Regions from separate parts of the Cyprinus carpio genome. Here region 1 is linked to region 2. The links are chromatin contacts, called in public Hi-C maps. All regions are on one chromosome and are shown on one strand. The core of a region is the stretch at or near the end of the contact, and the rest is flanking DNA. Distances in the headings are between cores, read along the strand shown.

Region 1 (7,158 bases), core at 4,592-7,091, 150 kb after region 2:
TCTCTCAGAAGGGCAGGGTAAGTGACGGGGGGAGGAGGGGTGGCTCAGAATGATAAAGAGAGAGGGAGAGACGCAGAGCGTGATTAGAGAGAGAAAGCGAGGGACACGAGCGGCAGCAGCGTCTAGCGGAGCACGGCGGCGATACGGAGAACGGCGGTACAGCAGCCCTCCCTAGCGGCCAACTGCAGTTCTGTCGGCACGATCGGAGCTCGTCTTTTTGGAATTCACAGACTTTTTTGCCATGGTTAATAAACCTGTATGTTGAAAAGTATTAGAACATATTATACCTAGGAACTTTATTATTATTAACGGCGATATTGAAGTTGAATTTGAAGCGCATTTTATTTATATGAGGGCATAAATAATACTATTTTACTTAACCTAATAGAAAGAATTTTGTCAAAATGTTAAACAAATATTTTGAGCATCCTCTTTACTCAGTCAAGTTTTCCCCAAGCCCATAAATAAAATTAAAAAGAAATATTAAAATATGAATTATATTATATTTATATATTGCAATTATGAAAATGTTATTCAACAAATATTTTGAATAAAGTAAAATAAAATAAATTAAAATATTTGCATTTTGTGAATATTATAATCAAATATTATTGTTTTGACCGTTCTGTTGCCCCAAAATATTTATATGATTTACAGTTGTGGCCAAAATTATTAGAACACCTGACAGATCTGAAAATATTGTATATAATGTTCATGAAACATGCAAATGGTTGCTCTGAGCACAAGAAATATCACATGAAGTTGTACTGTTTTTATCCACTTTCAACTTCAATATTTGGTATGTCCACCTTTTGCAGCAATTACAGCAGCACATCTCTCTGGTGCAGTGTCAGTATATTTCCTGAGAACACTAATGTTATCCCATGCCTTCTGCAACTCAAGCCAGAGGCTTGAATGGACAATAGATCTGTCCAGTTTATTTTCCAACTCGCCCCAAATTTGCTCGTTGAGGTCGATGTGCAGACTTTGAGGGGGCATGTCCGTCATTATAAAATGTTCCAGCAGATTCATTCCGTAGCAGGTGGTTCTGGCAATAGTTAGTTGTAAGGGTATTGTAATGGCCAATTTAACAAAAACAACTAAAACCTCTTAAATATGCCAAATGTTCTAACAATTTTGCCACCACTGTATATGTTAATTAATCATATATTTATAACAAGTGTTAGAATATGAAACTGATATTTAACAAGTATTTTGAGCATTCTAACTTAAAACAGAAACAAAATAAAAGTGTGATATATAAGCAGAAATAAATTCAATCATAATTTAAATAAAAATAAAGAGCTGCTTTGATTTACACCTGCAAGAAAACACTTAGAACACCTGGAAACCTCCTAGCAACCGCACAGCATAGTCTTGGCAGCCCCGTAGCATCGTAGAGGCACTTTTGCTCAGGGAGAACTCTGGTGTTAATAATCTCTGTCTCGCATTCTGTCAGTCTCATTTCTCTCTTGTGGCTTCTCGAGCAGCCTCACGGCGTCATTCACACCAGCTCTGCACACACAGATGACACGTCTGTACACACACACACACACACACACACACACACACACACACAACACACATATTTTCACAGGGCAAAACCGCAGATTTGTGTGTATTTATATTAGATCACAATGTTTAATCAGCAATTTACGCTGAAAAGTGACATATTACCTGACATAAGTTTGATGCAGGTTTGAGTTTACGTCCTGATCAATTTTATTTACAAAATAGACAATAATTCTAAAGTGAACTGTTTTCAATGAAACAAAAAATTTTGGTAAAATGTTTTTTGAGTAGCTTCCAAATGTCAATAATATAATCTTAACATTTGACATGAAATGTTTCAAAAACATAGTGACAACACTTTTGTTTTAACAGAAAATGTGTTTCATATTAATACAATACAATATAATCATGAATAAAATAATGCTAAGAGACAGACAGAGAGAAGGATAGAGAGAGAGAACGTTCTGTGGGCCGAAGTTTCTCCAGACTCCTGGATTGCGTTATATTCCTTTGCTGTCTGCATGTCGGCTCTTGGCGCAGAGGATCAGAGTGTGTCGTGCTGCGGCTCCTGTGAACAGGCAGACAAATAAACAGTTGGCAGGATCTGGTGTGTATGTGTGTGCGCGCCTGGCAGGACACGCTACTCGTCGATGCCATTAAATCCTCTCATTTCCTTCCACCCATGTAGCTCAACACAGAAAAACCTGTCTGTCTGTCTGTCTGTCTTTCTATCTATCTATCTATCTATCTATCTATCTATCTATCTATCTATCTATCTATCTATCTATCTATCTTTCTGTCTGTCATCTATCTATCTATCTATCTATCTATCTATCTATCTATCTATCTGTCTGTCTGTCTGTCATCTATCTATCTATCTATCTATCTATCTATCTGTCTGTCTGTCTGTCTGTCTGTCCGTATCTAAGTCTGTCTCTGTCTATCTATGTCTGTCTGTCTGTCTGTCTGTCTGTCTGTCTGTGTCTGTCATTTATCTATCTGTCTGTCTGTCCGTGTCTGTCCGTCCGTCCGTCCGTCCGTCCGTCCGTCCGTCCGTCCGCCGTCCGTTCTATCTATCTATCTATCTATCTATCTATCTATCTATCTATCTATCTGTCTGTCTGTCTGTCTGTCTGTCTGTGTTTTTCATCTCTTTATATGAGAGGCCTAAACTGACCCTAAATGAGAACCTTTCTTTCTTTCTTTCTTTCTTTCTTTCTTTCTTTCTTTCTTTCTTTCTTTCTTTCTTTCTTTCTGTCTCTCTCTCTTTCTTTCTTTCTTTCTTTCTTATCAAGAGACCTCGAGTTGACAGAGGCAATGAGATGGTGTTCGGCTGCTTCCTTTCCTCTGCCTCCAGCGCACAAAATCAAAGACATGAGACTTACAAGCAGCGAAAAACTTCCCCAAGGGAAATACCAGGCTTGTGTGTGGCTGCTGCCGCCGACAAGCACACGTACACACATGCAAACACACACACACACTCTCACACACATGCTGTGGTAAACCACATTGGCAAGTGCTATACTAAATTTCATGCAGTACTGTTCTAGAGTTCAGTTGATTCACACACACACAAAGAGAGAGAGAGAGTTTAACTGGACCCGTCAGGCGCTTTTGTTCATCTTTAATGTTCCATCTCCTGCTAAAATTACAGCGCTAATCTCAAACACACAATAGTGCATTCTTCAGGCAGGAGAGATATAACTCATGGCGACCGTTTCACTACTTGGAATAGCATACTAGTGAAAGTGATGAAAGTGACGTGACATACAGCCAAGTATGGTGACCCATACTCAGAATTCATGCTCTGCATTTAACCCACAGCAGTGAACACACACACACACCATGAACACACACCTGGAGCAGTGGGCAGCCATTTATGTTGCGGCGCCCGGGGAGCAGTTGGGGGTTTAGTCGTGGTATTGCTGGGCTGAGACTTGAACCCACAAACTTAGGGTTAGGAGTCAAACTCTCTAACCATTAGGCCATGACTTCCCCCTTACTAGCATACTACTTGTACTATTTTTGCAGTGTACAGTGTAGGGATTTATTGAACAAGCAGTTGACATACTAAATATGCAGCTTGGTTGTAGCATGCTGCATGTAACACTATCCCACAATGCAATGCTGAATTTTTAAAAGCATACTACATTACTATTTCTGCCATAAAAAGTAGTATGCTATTTCAATTTTTTAAAATGGATTGCTAGCTTACTGCTTAGTGTGCAGTATTAAAACTACTATTGAAACATAGTTTTAAATATTATGTGAAAAATGTACATTGTTCTATGATTTGAAACTGTAGTACAACATTACTCATTTATTCCACCAAGTGGTGAACAATTATCTTTTGAAAATAAAAATAAATTTTTGAATCTAAATATGCATAGTCATAGATCACGAATGGCTTTACTTTTGGTCACACTGGAAGTTAAGCACATTGCATTGTGGGATAGAGTCAGGGGCGCCACTATGGGTTGTGGGCCCCCTGAACATCATATTTACTTGGTAAAAACAGTGTTACGCATTCCCCACGTATCATTCCTTTCTGGAATGGAAAGATTAAATTGATGTTAAATGTTCTTCTTGGAACTATCAATGCCAATAAAGAACCTTTATTTTAAAGAGTGAAGCATACAGTATACTCTGAAGAGGAATAAGTACAAGTGCAGTCTGTATTTGTGTATGACATAAGGAGATCAGTTCCATTAGCTGGCCAAATTTGACTGACAGACCAACTGTTCAATAGGGATTTAGAGTCTCAGTGCCTGCTGTTAGCCTTTAAATGTCAACTAGAGAGCAGCACCAGACAGAACGAGAGGGACAGTTGTGTGCATTCCAGCACAGAATCCCATCTGAATACATGTAAACACACACACAGAGTGTGGGAATTAAATAGAGCATGAGTGCAGTGATTATTACATCCAAACACACACTGCACAGACAGAAAGTCTGAAAGACAGAGTGGTTGATTGGAATAAAATGCACAATGTTGCTTTTTTCAGTGCTTTCTTTTTGTCTATTTTATGTTTCAGGCTTCATGATTTGGTTTCCTGAGGAAGGAGCCACATGTGCTGTTGATTACAGCGCTGAATGCTAGCGGCTGGTGTGTGTGTTTACAATCATTTTTTGTCTTTACATCCATTGGATTTCTAGTATGCATTACCAGTACTTTGAAATATAAAAAATATGGACAAATTTGCATCGATTTGCAGTGACAAAGCGAAATTTTCAGTCAGAGCAGATGTGATACAGCAACTCCAAAGGCCCGTTCACACCAGACGGTAACTTTAATGACGAAGCTTTAAAAAAAAAAAAGAAACTCAAAATGTAATTCTATAAGAGTGAAGTTCATACTAGAACTATAAGGTTAACGACAAAGAGGAACGATATTATTGGAATAGCTTTCAGAGCAATTTTTTCCAGCTTTCAGAATCCACCTGATTCTAAAAGTTTCTAAAAGGAATTGCAAGTTTATATCTCTTAATTCTTTATATCTTGCAATTGTTACGTTTACAACGTAATACAAAGTCACAATTTTTTTTTTTTTCTTCCACATACTAATATAATATTTCTGTTGTAAGAAAGTGGCGTACATGATATGTGCCTCTGTTTAGATACTCTAGGAAGATATGGATAGTGTAGTGCTAACTAGGCTAGCGACCGACAAAACAGCTATTTCAAATTCTTAAACATAAAACATAATTGTGGCTGTGTCACTTTTTGTAGAATACACTTTACACTTGAAAGTTATCGTGCAGGACCAGGCCTGGTTAAGAAACAGCGTGTGGAGGCTGGGAAATGATGAACCCACTGCCCTGGTGCGCAGCTCGCTTACAGGGCCTCTCTGCATTCTCAAGCGCTGCATCTCACCATAACCACATCAGCATGACCTGTAACCTATCACCAAGTCCTAAGGCCCAAACCACAAAACACACACACACACACACACACACACTCACACATGCGCACACACACACAGCTCTGTGACAGCAGGCAGAGTGCTTGGCACTGCCCACCGTCAGACGGGGGCAGGCCGGAATGTCAGCGGGCGGCAATGGCTGCCACGGCAACAGATCCATCAGTGTCTGCAGAGGGAGAATCCATTACCGTGACAACAGGTTACATCATCCATCTCCGCGGAACTCTCACAGGTTCTGTTCAGAAAAATATATGAATGCTCCATAATGCTTTACACTGTTATGTTTTTTAATCCCATAAAATAAAATTATATAAGATATATGGCAGATGGATGGTAACATGCTCAAATCCCCTTACTGTAGGTTACAGTAGCAACTTGCTAAAAACCACACACGCCTTTTTATAGATGGCACCACAAAGCAGCAGCAAGAAAGTCTGTCAGCATTCACAGTGATGTTTGGTGGGGTTTGAGTGTGTTAGCAGAGAGTTAGCATGTGTGTTTTTACCTCATCACTGATCTCGTCCACTCGGAGCACACACACACAAAAAAAATCCTAAGAGCTTTACAACAGCCCAACTCCTGCTGACAGATCTGATGAAAGACCCAAAAAAAGTGTGAAACAACCACAGCTGAAAATTACATGCTGTCTCTCGCTGTCTCTGATTGGCTCTCAGTTCCTTCTTCAGTTTATTATTAGCGATGTGTTGACCACTAAAATAGACAGAATTAACATCCGCTGTGATAAACCACAACAACATCAAGCACATAGTCTGCCATGAGCAATCATGAACGTCAGCCGCAATCAGTCCAGCGGAAACACATTTATTATGAATCAAGCTACTATGATTGGTGACGTTCATAGAATTCACTGGAATGACTTCCTCTTTTATGAACCCCAAAAACAAGAAAGACATACATGCATATATATATATATATATATATATATATATATATATATATATATATATATATATATATATATACATACATACACTCTACCAGTCAAAAGTTTTAAAGAATTATCTTTGATCCAAAATACAGCAAATATTTTTACTATTTAAAATAACTGCTTTCTATTTGAATGTATTTTAAAATTTACTTATTTCCTGTGATTTCAAAGCTGAATTTTCAGCATCATAACTCCAGTCTTCAGTGTCACATGATCCTTCAGAAATCATTCTGATATGCTGATTTACTGACTTTCTTTTCATCAAAGAAACCTGAAAAAAAGACTTTTCAGCATAATAATATTAAATGTTTTTTTGTGCAGCAAATCTGAATATTAGAATGATTTTTGAAGGATCGTGTGACTGGAGTAATGATGCTAAAACTTCAGATTTCAAATTACAGGAATAAATTACATTTTAAAATATAATCAAATGACTGGAAGTGTGTATATATGTACTGTATATATATAATTTTTTGGGGTCATCAGTCATCAGTAAATATTGGTCACTGACGTGGATAATTACTATAAATTTCACCAAGCAGATTACTCACTAAAAACTCCCACAGATAATGTTTTCACGCCATTTTAAGTATTTTGACGTGGTTGTAAGTGGTTATATCTAAGAGTGTGAGCTGTTTACTTACTTTTTTAAATTAGTCTTCCCATTAACAGCATTATATTGTTCATTCAAACAGGTTTGTGAACGCGCGCAAACTCGAGGCGGGATTTATCGCATTAACCAAAAACACCCGACCATAACCAGTCATATCCAACC
Region 2 (7,039 bases), core at 3,768-6,267:
GAGGTAGCTTATGTTCAGTGGATTATAATGTTGATTAGCAACATACAGATTAAACAAATGTAGACAAAAACTTCATAAAAGAGTTTTTAAAAGTTGTGACATTTGTCCATCGCTTGCCATTATAAAGACCGTCTCTCCCTCATAGCCTCGTTTTCATCCTAACTTGACTGCGGATCTTCTTTCTGATGAAATACATTAATAACAGGATAGTGTATTATAATTGTGTATAATTAGAGCATAAATAGGCTACACTTTGATTTGATTCCATATACTGCTACAGCTCAAAAGACAGAATAATAATAATAACAAAAACACTACCGAAGTTAAACTAGCAATTTGTAGGTCATAGTATTTATATGCATACATTTCTTGTTTTTATTAGCAATTTGAATACAATCTGAGGACCATGATCTTGCCTCGTATCGTTGATGGTCCTCTCCAAGCGTGCTGATTTTCTTGTAATATCACCGTTGTCCACTTGGAGGAGCTCTTGTTCCGTCACTAACTGCTCGTATCGCCCGTGTTTATCTCCGCGAGCCAGCGATCATCTCCCTGCGCCTGTGACATTAGTTTCACGTGTCTCCTAACGCAGATCATCGCCACATGTTCGGCCGAGAAGCCTTATGTGACTCATGATATTTCAAAACAAGTCAATAAGTCAACGAGTAGTATATTGAAAATAAAGTCTGAGTTGAAATAGAAGTAAAGAGGCTGCATGCATGATAGTTATTTATATAAAGAATATACATATCTTGGTGAGCTGTAGGCTGATGATCAGATTGATGATGACTCAGACGTTGAGAATATGTTTGGTAATTAAATTATATATAATACTGATATATAGTATAAGCTAGCAGCCTACTGCTGCATAAGACAAAATCATGGTGTGTTTTCAAAAATAGGCAATAGAGAGTTGATCCACATTATATATATATATATATATATATATATATATATATATATATATATATATATATATATATATATATATATATATATATACATACACACACGCACACACATAAACACACATCAAAAACATTGAAATTGGCATAGGGTATATTTTAGGTCTGGTGACACACTTTGTAACATTTTCAACACTTTCACTTTCAGAGTGCACATTTTCTGCATGCTCTTTCGATTAAAGTTATAATTTTTATAACTATGATAGCAAAAGAAGAGAGCTTGTTACACTCCAATTATCCTTTTAATATACGTTCAAAACACTCATGGGCAACACACATCATTTGCTTTGGTCTTTCAGTCAATAACAAATATCAGAAATATCACCCACAACCTAATCCATTTAACATGATCGTTTCAAAAGCACTGTTTCCGTCTCTTGCCCGCGGAGGAGATTTTGTCCCGCACAGTGTTTGAGGTCCGTTCTCGCCCTGAGCAGCGGGACTGGAGCGCGCTGAGCGCGACCCCGTGACACGCCTCCTCTGATTTTCACATTCCATTAGGTAATTCAATAGCAGACAATTAGACTGACCCAGCCATCGGCCCACCCAACGGGACACTGCCGACTCAATGACCCTGATAGGGCAACGCTGCAGAAGTCTGCCTGGAGTTCCGTGTCATCCATGAGCATGTAAATTATTAATTACAGTTATAATATACAGTATATACAGTAATAACCACTGGTGGTGGTGGAGGAGATTCCCCTCTTCTATGTGAAGCGCTTTGAGTGCACAGAAAAGTGCTATATAAATATTAGGAATGATTATTATTATTATTATTAGAGAAGTGTAAGATATTATTAGATAAATAATTAATTTATGAATCATAAATATTTTAAATATTGTTTCAGGGTTATTCTATATGAAGATGTACCTTTTAATAAATATATGATATTAAAAAAAAACAATAAAATGGGTGCCTATATATATTAATTAAAATAAGCCAATTCTTGAATATCTTATTGTTTATTTGAAAGTTACAATAATACAACATTGTGACTTGTTTTATTATTATTATTAAAATAAGTGCAATTTTATTTATTTGTTTATTTGTTTGTTTGCTTATTTATTTAAGTTATAGTAATAAAACATTGTATCAATACCAATAAAAACTTTATTTATTTATTTATTTTATAATTTTGTGTCTTTTTGTAATTAATTGTGTTTTTGCATATATATATATATATATTTAATTTTCATACATTTATATATATATATATATATATATATATATATATATATATAATAATATATATATATATATATTTAATTTTCATACATTTAAAAAATATATATGATTATTATTAAAATAAGTAGGCCTACCAATTTAATTATTCATTTATTATATGGCAACACTTCTGTTTTCAACAATTGTGGCATTAATGAGAGTTTTTTTTCCAGTAGCTAATTTTTGCATTTTGTATTTTTAAATTGTTTTTTAATGTATTTTTAATAACTTAAAGCAACGTAGAGCTTTTTATCTTTATTTTTAAAATATTTTATTTTTAAAATATTTTATATTTTTAATATTTTATTTTATTTACCATGTCAATAAATAAATAAATCTAAATACCACGTAAATAAAACGATACATTAGATAGATAGATAGATAGATAGATAGATAGATAGATAGAAAAAAAAAAAAAAAAAAAAAAAAAAAAAAAAAAAAATAAAAAAAAAAAAAAAAAAAAAAGATAGATGCATATATTAAGTATTTCTGGAGCAATTCTACCGTTTTCACAAGTGCAGACGGTGACTCGGCCCGTTCTCTGTTGGTCTGACCGGTTTGAATGACAGATCACGCCTGCAAGTGACAACCTCTCGATGAGAAGACATTAACACCGGCGCTGACGGCCACTCACTCGTCTCTTCCCCTTCCTCTGTCTCTTTATTCCGCGAGAAAACGCGAAGCGCAGCGCCTCGGGCACTGAACACAATGGAGAGCTGAAGAGGGTGGGACGGGGGTTTGAGAGAGAGACCCCATGCATGTATAAATGAAGGCTGCATGGGGGAAGGTAGGGGCGGCCTTGAGGAGATCAGATTAAACAACAATACAAAAGCCCACCACACTCGCCTCTTATTTATTTAGATTTTAATGAATGGGGAGCGTTTGTGTCAGCTGAAGAATTCTAATATCCTATAAGGCCCTCGCCGTGTTAAATTAGACCCAACGGCCTGTTTATTTCAGGATTCATTTTAGGAGATTCGGGAGTGCCCGTTGTTTAAATATGTATGTCCAACACAGTCTCTGAAAACATCAACTCAATACGTTCATACTCCCATACATTCTCACATATTGGAGCGTTGCTCACAAAGACGCTTTGTCTCTTTCTTATCAGTAGATAACATTATCGTTTTCTTTTATTATCTCTTCAGAATTGTACGTTTTATAGTCTTCAAATAGTGTCTGTTTTGATTGAATTTGGGTCTCATTTGCTACTGGTTAATTCTAGTTAGATGCTTGGGAAGGATTTCATATTGCAATATTCAGCCTAGATAAATTACTTGAGAGGCCCAAATCAATAAGACTGTGAAGAACTTATTCACGTATTTGTTTTATTTTTTAGATTTTCTAAAGTAAGAATCCAAATGGCCATCCAACACATGTCACAGTATACTGGACCTTTATTACGTTATTTGACAAAAACACCAACTTGTAGTTTGACCAAAATATTAGACAAAACCATAAAACTTAAAAAGATTTTAAATGGCATTAGACTTTAAAACATCTCTGGATCATGTCATCTCTCTAGAAACAGAATTGATGAATATGTTCATGTTGAATTATGTTATAATGTTATACATAAATTAAAGTCTGTTTTTACAGTTTATACTGGACTTCTTCATTACACTATATCTCCATTCCGAATTTTGTTCAAACACTAATCGTTCGCCTGTGAAAATAGGACTCTGAGCACGTTCCCGAGCTCTTTAAGCGCGTTCCCCAGCGCTGTGACCTCCAGGTCGCCTCCCCCGGGGATAAGGCTTGCGTGTGGGGGAAGGGTTTGCCCGTCAGGCGGTGGCCAATACATCCTCCGTCAAAGCCCCGAGCAATCCTGTTACACACGCAGCTCGCGCGATTATCCTGCTCCTCTTCTAGGCGCGACAAAAACAGCCTCTCGTGCAAAGCGGCCACAAACATCAGCCATATTTACAAATATTCTATTTAAATTAGTTCTTATTTAATTATAAACATACGTCATCCTAGCTAACATCTTAATGTTCTGAAACGTTCTAAATGCTCTAAAAATGGAATGCATTTCAAACGTTAAATTTAGGTTGTGGGAACTTGCTTGGAGCTTTGATTATTAAGCTAATCATTTCAGTAGGTAGTTGATGAATAGGATGAATAGTTCCAGTAATTTTGTTCCCAGGTTTACAAAAGTGTTCTTAGCACTTAAAACATCCTGAGAATTTCATCAGCTTTAAACGATGTTGCACTAAGAACGTTTCTTTCATTTTAATGAAAACTTTCATTAAACATTTTTAAAAAGTTTACCCATGACATTAGCACCATTAATGTGTCCTTTTAGCCTAAAATTTTAAATAAAGCTTTGGTTTCAGCTTCATATTTCTAGGCTCCAGTGAAGTCTGTCATTTATTTTTTTTTGAAAGTGCATTTCTGATCACATTTCAACTTGATCACATTACTTTTTGAAAGTGCATTTCTGATCACATTCCAACAACTAATTAATTATCTTTATTTTGACTTTTTGACAACAAAAGTACAACCAAAATGATACCTGCTATACAATAAAAGTAAAGAACTGCATCTATTTTATTTAGGCCTTCGTCTTAATGTGTGTCTGAATGAGGGTTTTAAGCGTTCTGTTTGATATGATTTTAATGCTTGATCAATCTTATATTGAAAATTTAAAATACAAATTTTTCTGCTTAAAAAAAAGTCACATTTATATCTAGGCTATATAAGCCATCTATAATGTTTAAAACACCCTATAAATCCACCAACCACCTCCTTCTCTCTTTATAATATAAGCCAAAAATACCGTTTTGTGGTTTTCCAGAAGCCTCTCAGCGGCACTGCCGATTAATTTTGTTTACGGAGCCCATGCGCTGTGCGAAACACCCCCCTCTCGCTGTATTCTACACGGGCGCATCGAGTCGTACAGAGGGAGCGCAGCCTACTGGGTTTATGGTAATTGCGGTTGTTCCCCCGACTGGCCTTCTGGGTAAGAGAGAGAGAGATAGAGAGAGAGAGAGAGCGAGCGAGGGAGAGACAGGCGTCTTGCGCTCAGCTTTCATTCCCCGCTGCACGCGCTTACGGAAAGACACGCACACACAAGCAGCAGTCGCGCAAAGCACTCAGCGCGCCAGCGATATCGCGTATCGGAACCGGGACAAAGAGACGGAAAATTTTCCGCGATCGGTCCGTCAGATTAAAGAGAGAGAGAGAGAGAGCGGAGTTCGTGTGGCGGTTTTGTTGGCCAGTGGTCCGTAAATGTGCGTGTGAGGACCGGCCCGTGCACACACGAGCAAACACACTGCTGCCGTTCTCGCGGCGTGGCTCTCGATCGCTCGTTGTCTCGCCAGAGCCCAACATGGCGCTGCGAGGCGTCATATAGCAGACTGAGTTCAGTTCAACCAGAGCCCCGGGGATTTTTCGCCACCTGTGCATTCACGCGATTCGTGTCGAAGCCGTCCTCCTCTTCTGAATCAAAGGAATTACGTTCGACTGCTTTTGCATGGATGTATATGGAGCTCCTATTCGTGTTCACAGTTTTTCCAGGAGTGGATATTCGGCAAGTCCGGAGATACTTTGAACTTCTGAAGGACTTCCTTTGAAAACAAAGAGAAATCTAGGTTTAGTAGATTGACCTGAGTTATACAGGCTACATAGTAATGCAGCTTTCAATAGGAGCATCTGATCCTCTTTGTTTTAACGGGAATCTTTGCATATCTTAAAAACTAAAAGAGTGAAAACTTGCATTTTAAGAGGAAACCCACACTTTCTGGCGACTCGATGAACAACAAGCATCACTACATTCAGGTAAGAACGTTCTTAGCTTTATTATTGTTGTTTTCCATGTCTTATCTGCATGTGTTTGTTCCGTTACATTGTCCAGTCTAGGCAAATGCGTCCGATCAGTTTCGTGCGGACCTCTGGCAAAGCTAAAGAGGGGTTTTGATACCTAAAACTATTTTAAACCACTAACCTTCGCATATAGACTCCTGTTTTGAGATGTATGGTGTAAAACTTGTGTTTGCTGATAAGTTTTCAACATTTTGTCTCTGGGCTGACGCGCTCGCGGCGATGTTGTTGACATTTCTTGCCGGTGGTTTGTGTTTGTATATGAACATCAGACATTGCTTTTCATTTTATAAATCTATATAATCTAATTTTCCTGTCAGTCCGAGGACTGTCTTCACGAGCTAACGAACCATTTCCCATGTTACGGGACTTTCCTTTTTAGTTGCTGACCTTTTTACTGTGCATCACAGTCTATTCATAGCGAAATCAAATCGTAGATTTGTGGAACTGTTGGTTTCTGTGAAATTCACGTGTGTTCATTTTTTTTTTCGTGTTGAGTAATAAGACGGCAGCGCGCGCTCGCGGTGGCGCGTGGACCTTTTTTCCGATCGGGATACACCGCGCACGCTATTGATTTCACGAGCCTCGCCCTTTTATATGACGGTTGCTAACCTTATGAAAATTGCAATAAATGATCCTTTTCGGTCCTTTACAAAGCTCATAGAAAGCAAGAATTGGATGTGACCTCCAAACAAGTAGCTATATATACACGTTTGGAGGTCACCCTCCATTTCTTTTTTCAGTGAGCTTTGCGAGAGGACTGAAAGGAAACGTTATGGACAGAAGTAGCTTATGAATTCATATAAAATGAATGAAATGTTTCTTGTGGAGCCTGTGCTATACATTGACGCGAGATAGTGCTCAGTATGACCGCTTTGTGCTTCTGTAAGTCCTCCTTTTGTTAATAAACGCGACTAGACACTTCGCGACCTTCTTGCGCTCAAAGTTATTCGCTGTCGGGTTGTGTCCGGGACGGGAGGAAATGACTTGGTCGGTTCCTACTAAGTGAAGACACTGACAGTTTTGT

The links. Hi-C and Micro-C count contacts between places; a contact is called where the count stands out from the background.
Region 1: a contact with region 2 is called in a Hi-C map of skeletal muscle, with 4 times the contacts expected there. The contact joins the enhancer-like site here to the promoter of LOC109047203 in region 2. A contact is called at or near these places in 7 of 8 Hi-C or Micro-C datasets (liver and skeletal muscle).

Annotation. Positions count from the first base shown.
Region 1 is chrB22:18,758,525-18,765,682 of ASM1834038v1, forward strand. No RefSeq gene overlaps it. Among protein-coding and RNA genes, the nearest start is that of LOC109047209, 33 kb to the right of the region's middle. Within about 2 kb of position 5,842, at least 1 of the 8 cell types and tissues checked has an H3K27ac peak or open chromatin away from gene starts, as enhancers often do. A contact at or near this core is called in skeletal muscle, where this site is marked.
Region 2 is chrB22:18,612,338-18,619,376 of ASM1834038v1, forward strand. LOC109047203 (BCL-6 corepressor-like) reads left to right here and starts at 5,018. Exons shown (of 15, transcript XM_042749701.1): 1 at 5,018-5,970.